Linked DNA regions of Sus scrofa: region 2 is linked to region 1. A link is a contact called in public Hi-C data. All regions are on one chromosome and are shown on one strand. The core of a region is the stretch at or near the end of the contact, and the rest is flanking DNA. Distances in the headings are between cores, read along the strand shown. Region 1 has its middle 61 kb from the start of ZNF236. Region 2 overlaps ZNF407 (zinc finger protein 407).

The links. A called contact is a pair of places that touch in the nucleus more often than the background predicts.
Region 2: a contact with region 1 is called in a Hi-C map of embryonic fibroblasts, with 2.9 times the contacts expected there. The contact joins two enhancer-like sites. A contact is called at or near these places in 3 of 47 Hi-C or Micro-C datasets (brain, embryonic fibroblasts and epiblast stem cells) and 1 of 2 datasets of contacts at active chromatin or transcription factors (alveolar macrophages).

The regions. Positions count from the first base shown.
Region 1 is chr1:147,840,650-147,845,643 of Sscrofa11.1, reverse strand. No RefSeq gene overlaps it. Among named protein-coding and RNA genes, the nearest start is that of ZNF236, 61 kb to the right of the region's middle. Within about 2 kb of position 2,388, at least 15 of the 83 cell types and tissues checked have an H3K27ac peak or open chromatin away from gene starts, as enhancers often do. A contact at or near this core is called in embryonic fibroblasts, where this site is marked.
Region 2 is chr1:149,460,525-149,465,779 of Sscrofa11.1, reverse strand. All of the region lies in intron 3 of ZNF407 (zinc finger protein 407), which reads left to right. Among named protein-coding and RNA genes, the nearest start is that of ZNF407, 54 kb to the left of the region's middle. Within about 2 kb of position 3,904, at least 15 of the 83 cell types and tissues checked have an H3K27ac peak or open chromatin away from gene starts, as enhancers often do. A contact at or near this core is called in embryonic fibroblasts, where this site is marked.

The sequences.
Region 1 (4,994 bases), core at 1,139-3,638:
CAATACACTGAAGGCTGAGGTGACAGAAATTTTTAGCAATAAAGTATTTTTAAATTAAGGTATGTACATTGCTTTTAAAATAGTGCTATTGCACACTAAATGGACCACAGTACAGTGCAAACATAACCTTTACATGCACTGGGAAGTCAAAAAAATTCATGTGAATTACTTAATTGCAATATTTGCTTTATTAGGGTATCAAGAACTGAACCCACAGTTTATCTTCAAGGTCTGCCTGTGTATGAATGTGCCAGAATTAAATTAACTAAACTCTTAAATCTAAACCCTGAGGTCATTTCAACATTTTTGCCGTTATAAAGTGCTGCCTCCAATCTAGACAATCAGCCTGGTCTGTACCCTTCTGAACCATTCCTGGTGGCCGAACAATTATATAAAAACTACATACTCATAAAGTTTTTAAAATTTTATTTTAAAAATGGTACAAATGGTATTATACCCCAAAACTCACTTATCTTACTTTAAAAAATATGTCATGAAAGATTCTTCCAGAGAGTTCTTTAAATAGCTGCATAATACATTATGGTATGAATATACTCCTATTTGCCCAGCCGTTTTCCTTGATAGGCATGCAAGTTATTTCTTGATTTTTGCAATGCAAATAATCCTATACTAGACACCCTTGAACATAAATACTAGTATATCCATGTGTTTACTTCCATAGCAGGACAAAGAATTGAAATTGCTGAGTGAAGTGGCATATTTGTAAGGTTACTAGATTTATTAGATGCACCTCTTATAGGCATTCACACCAAAGTGTATGAGAATTAAGTTTCTCTGTTTCTTTCAAACAGATGTTCCAGCTAGAAGTATCTTGTATGCAAAATATCACCAAAGAAATTGATGCCCAGAAAAGTAATGGGATTGTTGAAGGTCATATGGCTAAAAATCTCAGAGTCAGGACCAGGATCCAGGTCTCCCGATTCTCTGACTAGGGTTTTTTGCATAACAGTAGGGATGAGGGTGTTGCTATTGCTGGGTAACAAAGTAGTCACACACTTAGTAGCTTAAAAAAGAGTCATATATATTGCTATATTTCTGTGGATCAGCAATTTAGACTGGGCTCTACGAAGATGATTTTCTGAGTTGAGTTCTCTTGTGTCTCTGTGGTCAGCTATGGGTCAGCTCTCCTGTGCCCGCACCCTGCAGCATACACTCTGAGGCTTGTTTTCATGGCAGAGGCCCTAAGAGAGTGGAAATATCTAAGACCTCATGAGGCTTATATACTCAGGGCTATCAGATCATCACTACCCCATATTCGATGGTCAGAGAGAGCTGAAGGGCCAGCCCAGATTTGAAGGGTGAAGATCGACTCTGCCTCCTAAGGGGAGGAGCTGCAGTGTCACAGTGGAAAGGGCAAAGATGAAGAAAGACCTGGAGGATGGGAACCCTGTTTGCAAGCACGCCACCAAGTTGTCATGTTATGTTTTCCCCACTTTCCAAACAACTACTTTGGTATCATTTTGACCTGGTCGTTTGGAATATCGCGGCACTGTTAGAGCATAAAGATAAAAAAAGGAATGTTTGTCATGAAACCTTAAAAAGCTTTCCCAAGATATGTGCAGCACATTTGGAGCCCAACCATATTAGGTCAGAACTTATCCCATTAAAAAATAAATTTGTCACATCAGAGAAATTAATCACCATGACCATTTTACTCTCATTATTTGAAGTATGTTACACACAGAGGGTTGGTGGTTTTCTCTTCTTTACTGCTCTTTTGGAAAGTTCTGCAGCTGTGTCCGGCACCATTCGGAGTATGTGTCACTGGTGTCTTTTTTTTTTTTTTTTTTTTTACTTATTTTGTATGTGTGCCTTTTCCCCCTTTTATTATGTCTGTAATTTTTCCATCTCACACAATAAACAAATGAAGAGGAGGGATTTACAGGTCATAAAAATAGCGGGCCATAAATAAAGTTAAACATGGTAAACTTCCTCCTGATATTTCCACAAGAGTGTGTCCTTGGAGATGAAGGGTGGTCCGTGGTACAGGGCTGATGTGCCTCTCTTTGCTGTGACTACAGCCTGTGGCTGCAGAGACAGCCCAGCAGGGGCACTTGTGAGTGCTGGGGAGAGAGCAACTTCTATATTTAGCAACTTCTGGCTTCAGCCAAATATAAAATGGATTTAGGATGTGGGTTGAGGACAAGGAAGGGAGCACGCACATGTTAATATTTCATTTGTTCTTTCCTGAATCAGCAGCTTTGTGTGGAAAATGACCTTCTGTGACTTTCCTGTTTGTAGTCAAAGATCGGCATGGAGAGAAAAGACACTAATGTGGAACTCTGCTGACTTATTACACCAGGCATTTCATGCAGTCTATGTGGGCATGCTGGCCCAGCCTCTGCCTCCTGCAGCAAAGTCTCCACCTCTGAGCAATGGCGAGGGAGCGCCTGCCAAGGGGGCCCAGGATTCTGAGGGATGAAGCTGAGCATCCTGGGCGCCTTCCATGGTAGAAATCCATGATGTGGCTGAGAATGTTTATAATAACTAAAATAAGCATGGAGTTCAGAACTATAGGTTTCAGTAAAAAGCACTTTAGAAACATCCTGTACCAGAAACTCCTGTCCAAAGGGAACAGGATACGAAGAAAAGTGGAAACCCTATTGTTTACTTGGGGGTATGAAAAGAAATAGGTCAGTGATTTGTTTCCATAGCGACTATTATTGAAATAAGACAAACTGACACCAGTACTGAGTTATTCTGCTATTCAAGCCCTTTTAAAAGATCACTTTAATCCGAGTTAGTTCTTGAATATAAACAAGAAGATCAAGTTATCTTGCACAATAATTATCCTTTGCCACCTGCAAATGAGACTTAAAAAATAATAAAGTTAAAATAATCCACATTCATGCCATACCCAATTATGGGTTTAAATATAACATGGGTTTTAGATATAGGAATCATGTCCCTGGTATTTGCAATTTAATTCTAGTTCTTTTTTTTTTTTTTTTTTTGTCTTTTTGCCATTTCTTGGGCCACTCCCGTGGCATATGGAGGTTCCCAGGCTAGGGGTTAATCGGAGCTGTAGCCACCGGCCTACGCCAGAGCCACAGCAACGCGGGATCCGAGCCGTGTCTGTGACCTACACCACAGCTCACGGCAACGCCGGATCGTTAACCCACTGAGCAAGGGCAGGGATCGAACCCGCAACCTCATGGTTCCTAGTCGGATTCGTTAACCACTGCGCCACGACGGGAACTCCTAATTCTAGTTCTTAAAGTAATATTTGTTCTTGCTTTTCCTCCAAACTACAGAGCACTTATTTGCTGTTGTTGACCTCTGCAACCATGTGACAGGAGTCTGGGTTGTAAACCTGGGCCGTGAAGCTGACTCCTGGATGACCAGTTTTAATTTGACCTTCCAATCTGAGAGCAAGGAATGCGCTTTGCACACAGGAGTCCAATCGCTTCAGCCTTTTTGACCATTGAGTTGAATTACTGCCTGGTGATGCCTTCTGACATGATCAATATCCATTTTCAAGAAAATTAAGGTGTCCTCGGTGGCCAGGTTCAGCCTGTGCTTGTGGAGACACTTCCCAGTTAGGGGGGACAGAGAAAGAAACTGCTGTTTGGCCCCCTCCCTGCTCCTCTTCTCCTGCGGAATCTGGGTCGGAAGGATCCTGTTCCCTGTGGTAGGTTTTCTGTCTGGACCATTTCTTTGGCTCAGCTCTTAACTTTTGTAAACACAACTTAAGTGGGTCCGTTCTCAACCATGAGATGTGGAAATCAAGTCTCATCCTTTGTTCCAGACTCTTGGGGCCGAGGATGGAGGGGCTATGCGTGCAAGCGTGAGTGTGCTTACGTGTGTGCGGGAGAGTGTGTGAATGTGCATGAGTGTGAATGAATGTGAGACTGGATGTGTGTGAATGCAGGAGTGTGAGTGTGTGCACGTGGATGTGAATGTGAGATGGGATGTGTGTAGATTCAAGAGTGTGTTTGAGTGTGCACGATTGGGTGTGCTCGAACGATCTCCAGCAGGGAGAACACAGCAGGGGACGTGGACCTTCCCCAAGAGGGGTTCCTGGGCACAGGGACACCTTGGGGATGGTCCAGCACCTACCCTCAGATTTCTGGGTCTGGACCCCAGCCCCTCCCTGTCAGCAAGACAATCCGGGTCATTCTCCCGGGCTTTCAGCAATTTTCCTTCTATTGGACCGCCTCACAGGCATGTGGAGGGAGAAATGATTTCTTGAGTAAGAAGGAGGGGCGGTGGTTGTGGAGGCTGAACCTTTCGGCTAAAATTAGGTGAGAAGATTACTTGCGGATCAGTAAGGAGCTTAGTGACTGGCTTCGTTCCTGCACTAGGTCAAGGCTCCTATCTTTCTTGTTCTTCTAGCACCAATATCTGTCAGATAAATATACTGTCTCTATATAAGCAATGATTCTTTTCTCCTAACATGAGACAACAATGGAGTTATGAGACAGTGAGCACGCTGCAAAGAGAATGGAGCCGGTTGTGTCCCTGCGAAGAGCCCTGCCCCCCTGTCCCCTACATGATGCTCCAGAGGGAAGGCACTGCGCCCTCGCTACAGTGTTCCCAAGGCAGGGCCACTCTCTGAGGATGGCCTGCTGCCTCTTCTACACGGAGAGACAGAGCAGACACAGTTTAGGTTATTTGAAACATGTAAGCTAGTGCAGTTCATTTGTTTTCTCAAATTGCTGATCTTGAAAAATGAAATCAATCATAACCCAAGGAAGCAAGAGAAGGATATTTCTTATACTTGTTTGCTTTCTCAGAGCCTGCCAAGTTAGAAATCCACACGAATGAAATATAAATGACTACTAACTTGAAGCACTACGCAAATCCTAAAAGTTCTTATAAACATGTAAGGTACAACTAAAACACCAAGGGACAAAATATTAGCTTATTTGTTGGTTTGTATGATATTTCTAGGTTTGTAAATAAAAGCATCTCTGTTAAAAAGAATTCCTTAAAAGAAGTGAAAACAGGGAGGAAGAGAGGAAGGGAGGAAG
Region 2 (5,255 bases), core at 2,655-5,154, 1.6 Mb before region 1:
AAAAAGCTAATTCTTATATAATTCATACATTAGTTAATTCAAGTATCAGGATATTATCAAACTAATATGATGATGTACACAAGAACTTCCATATGGGAACTTACTTAAATGGCATATGCTATTTGGAAAAAATTAAAACAACTATTTTAGCTTCTTTCCTTTTTTTTGAAAAATTTCTCATTTACATTGTTGGTTTATGTTTTATCATGGACATATTAGTACCTTGTTCATTACTTTCTTTTTGTTTTATGAAATCCATATCTGTTGAAATAATTTTAACCGGTGCTCAGTTACTGACTTTTAAGTATCATTAGCAATAACTAAAATTAAGTCACTGCATAGCAGTGATTGCTGGGTCTGGAAAATTCAATGACTAATTCTGACAATGAGCATTTATATTTGAAAAAACTTGGTAGTAGACAAACCATCGTATCATTGATATTGAAAGGATTTTGAGGAAGTATAAAATACAAGTTGCAGTTTTATTTCTTGTTCCTCAGGAACAGCATTATTATTTACCAACAGGTGCAGTTAGTATTCCTAAGTTGTTTCTGCAACCTGACCATAAATGAGTAAGGTAGCAGCTCTGTGTTTAAACAATTATGATTTTATTTTTATTTTCTATTGTTATGTTTTAATTTTTTTCTTGTGTGCTACTTTTTTTTAAGTTTTATTGAAGTTTTGTTGATTTACAATGTTGTGATAATTTCTGCTGTACAACAAAGTGATTCAGTTATACATGTACGCACAGAGCAATTAGGGTTTTAAATGTTCTCTAAGGGAAACATAAAGGCCATGGTTTGGCCCCTTTTTTCTTAGCTTCTGTTTTTATTTCTATGAAAATTGTTTCAATGCTAAACTGAGTAAAATATAGTACTAAAACTGTGATTATATATCTAGCTTATAATTTGGTAACTAAAGGCACTTATAGGGTAAATTCACTTAAAACTTTTAGTAACAATTTTGGAATTTGCATGGCTACATGATCTAAGAATGTGAGGCTTGGGAAAAGTAGGTTAATAGACCAAGAAAATCTCTTAGTGATAGAAAGCTATTTATACATAGAGTTGTATTAAAAATAACATATTAAACCACTAACTCATATATCTTTACAGATTTGAGATTGTGAGGCTGATATAATAAATTAAATTTTATCTTACTACACCTAGGATTGTTCATTTCTCTAGTCCACTAAATTAAGCACAAAGAATACTGGTTTCTTAGAGAGAAACATGATATTAAACATTTGCTCTAACTGTTCATTTCCAGTAGATGGCTACAGTTCACTACCAAATTGAACTTATAATAGATTTTTCACAGTAACTAAATCAGAAGATGAAGGTTGAATTACTATAAATGAGTTGCCCTGTACATTTTTCTTATTTCATGTGCTTAGTCATCTAGTGTCATTATTTTTTTTTTAAAGAACATCTTTTTAAAATGATTGAAAAGTGGTATTTTCACTTTTCCTTTTTGAGCAATGTGTAGTAATGCCATTATTTTCTTTTGTCACAAATTATTTACTTTTTAAAATTCAGTATTATATGAGGAGTACTAGTAATTACTAAGTTATGTAAAAAGGATACTATTATAAGAGTCCTTATAAATTCCATAAGTTATGGCTTTCCTAAATCCAGTCATTTTGTTTTTAAATTTATTTTAGCTTCTAAATTGAAGCACTTGAGTCATTTATCACTTGTGTTGTCTAATTACTGGCTTTCATTATATATTATTTCAAATATATATGTATGTATTTTAAAAAATAAGGGCTTTTTCATTAATCTGGATCTATACTAAATATCTTACACAGATACATAATTTAGTTAAGCAAAAATAATATAACTATAAGCTTTCTATTTGGAAAAATATGTATTAGTTTATAAAGTACTTAAAATTTGCATTACAAGTAGACATGTATCTGTCCACTAGGCTGTAGAAATAGCTTGTAAGCATAGCACCGAGGTGATAAGTATCATTATTGACTTTTCACCCTCATCCATAAATATAACTGCGATATCTGAGTAAATGAGTCTGAATTTATTGTGTATGTGGGGGTTTTGAATGCAACCCAAATGTGAAAACGATGAGACTTTTCTCGCTCCACCTCAAGACTACTGTATAATTTGTCTACCTTCTCTCACTGAATATTTGTTTTTCTTTGAGGTGTGTGTGTGTGTGTGTGTACATATATATCAATGTGATTTTATGTCCTCCAGGTATTGGTTGAACCAAGCGGTTCAAGGTTTAGCCTTTTCTTTTAATTTTACACGTGGAAATGAGGGTTTTATGTGATATTGAGACTGCAATTTTAGATCATTTTTTAAAAATCCACTGCCAGTTTATATGGCTGGCTACAACTGTTAAATCTATTATTGATAACATTTTCCTCAGCCATACAGATTATAAAAATAATGCCAATGTTCTAGGAGAGTTTTTTTTCCCACATTTAGATTTTATGTATAAATTTTACATTCTTCCCTTAGGACAAATGAATTATGTTTGCATTTTTTTTTTACTGATGCTTACGTATATATTTATCATTGTGATAGAAGTTGATTAAGAAATGGACCATAATCAAAACTAATTAAAAGAAATTTCATTCACACATTTTGTTAAGGGATAGTTGGAATATTCAGACAAAGCTTTGTGATTCAAAGGGACTTACAAGTCACAGGTTACTTTACATAAGAATAACTGATTTTTCTAAGACATTTAAATTTTATATAAATAAGAGGGATTTTTTTGTATGCAATTCATTTTTTACGGATGGGTAAAAACCTTAAAAGACAAAGGATATTTGACCCCACCCTGGGACCATGTAATGTAAGTTTACAAAAGGATCAAGGAACACAGATTTTAATAATGCAAACAGTATTAGTCCTGTCCCCTCTGGCGTTTTGAACCAGGACACACTGATTGTATACTTTGATTCCTAAACCGTGGAGATGTATCAGATGCCCTGGGGAGCACCTGGCCAAGCTAAGAACATTTCAGTGATTACAGGGTAGTGCCTAGAGGGCAATTAAGGGACAGGGCAAGAGATAGACAGTAATGAGTCCCGGTAGCACCTTAATGAACCTCCGAAAGGGAAGCAGAGTTAGGTAGACCCGTGGCTCAGAGGGAGAGGTTGTTGAGTAATGTGGAGATTATTTACCAAGACTATTATTTTTGTATCTTGATATTTATATAATCAGAGGCAAATTTTTAAATCCTCTTAATGTATTTAACATACCCTTTTAGATTGTGAATAATTTGAATTTTATTAATACAAGCTGTTGTTTTCACGTATTGCTTTTTACTGTGCTGAAGTTTGACTTAAATGATACACTTGTTTTGAATGTACTATTTTAATACATAATTTTCCTCACAATTGAGTTTGTAGGTGTGTTTTTCCTTTTCCGATTATATAGTAATTTTAGTCAGGTGTTGGAACTAGCTTTTTTTGTTTATCTGTGTAAACTTCCTGTTTGCTTATTCATTTTATTTTCTTAGTTGTTAATACTGCAGGGGAAAGCCTACTTTTGTTCATCTCGGTCAAACCTGTGAAAGCTGTAAAATTGAGAATAATCTCTTGAAATATATCTTTTTTTGCTGTAATTACATTAAAAAGGATTATAACAGATTTTTATATAGTGTTTGTGATTCATACAAGAGCATTGGATGATTTAAAATCCAGTTTATTTCCCTACTTCACCGCTGATTTTCTGACTCATATTTGTTGCTTAAAAGCACATTAATAGCATAATACAGATATATTTCTGTGTGCTTTCCTATTCGTCCACTTGCATTATTGTGGACAAAAAAAAAAAAAAAAAAAAAGGCAGTGAAAAGGAAAGCTGCTCTGAGCATGAGGTTTGATGTGGTAAACCTAGTTACTCATTAACCATGGTCTCCTGCAGCCTGATGCCCTCAGCAGGTATTAACGTATGGGCTCTCCTACCTCGTTGATCTTGCTGTGGGATATGCCCAAATGTACACCACGAGCTGAGAGACAACTGCTGGCTCCAAAGTGTTCACCTTCAGAGCACTTGGTTCTTGGCTTCCTGTTGATGGCATTGTCTGAATCACACACACCACCGCAGCAGTCCTTCCCTTGTTCTACAAATACTGTGCAGACTGCTGGGAGAGCCTGCAATGCTGTTTCTTGCTTTACCACTAGGGGGAGTCAAGGAGTGTCCCTGCAATTCCTCCCTCACTTCCCCCCTCCTCCCCCATCTCAGTCTGGGTCTCCTCCTCATCTCCCTTCCTTTCCCTTCTTTTCTTCTCTTTCCTTTCCCCTTCTTCCCTCCTATTCCTTTCTTTTTCTTCCTCTTCTTTGTGTAGTTACTGTAACCTTATCTCCCACTGCAATGGAATATCACTGCAATATGAACAGCAATTTTGTCTTTATATTTTCTTGAGTTCTTTAGTAAATGTCATATATTTTTCCTCACTGCTATTCACATACCTAGAGGATGGCAAGATTTTACAGTTTTAATGAGTAAAAGAACTCTTAGAAAAGTGTTACTACCTAAATGAATATTGAATTAAGTTTAAAATAAATAAAGCAAAACTTTGATGTATAAAATATCTAATATGATTGTATTAGAAATGGTGTATGTAAAAGCAATCATACAATAATTATTTAGAAACTGTTTTAACCTATTTTTGCTTTAATTAGAATGATTCTGAGATTATGAATATTTCTGTTTGTCTTCCTAATTCAGATTCATTTAGGATTGAATCTGACTTGGGTTTATGTTACATGATAACTTGCTTAGAATGTTCTCATTAAAACATTTATTCAACTATGATAGTCACTAAGCTTGATCTAAATATCCATAAATAAACATTTTAGCTTTATCTAAAAAGTAACCTAATGTGAATTTTAGTAGGAATTTAAGACTGTGTATATATATGCTTTAAATTGTGTAGTTAAAATATATTATACATATAATATGTTTCAGGTTTTTATATATCCATCTGGGGAAATTTGAGCACATGTTAATATTTTTCTCCCCAAATTTGCATTCTTTGGGTATTTAAAGATCACAGATTTTTTGAAATAGCTGGAGAACTTAATACTCATAAGTTTTGGGCCTTTTTTCTGATATCATAATAATTTTTGTATTTCTTAAAGATTAGATTTCAGTGATTTATTTTATCCTTGAAAATTCTTTTGTGTTTTAGAAAATAAACCTCTTTCATTGTTTGTCGAAAATGCTTAACATATGTAGAGTTGCTTAAGTACCATGTAGGATGTTATTACAGGATAA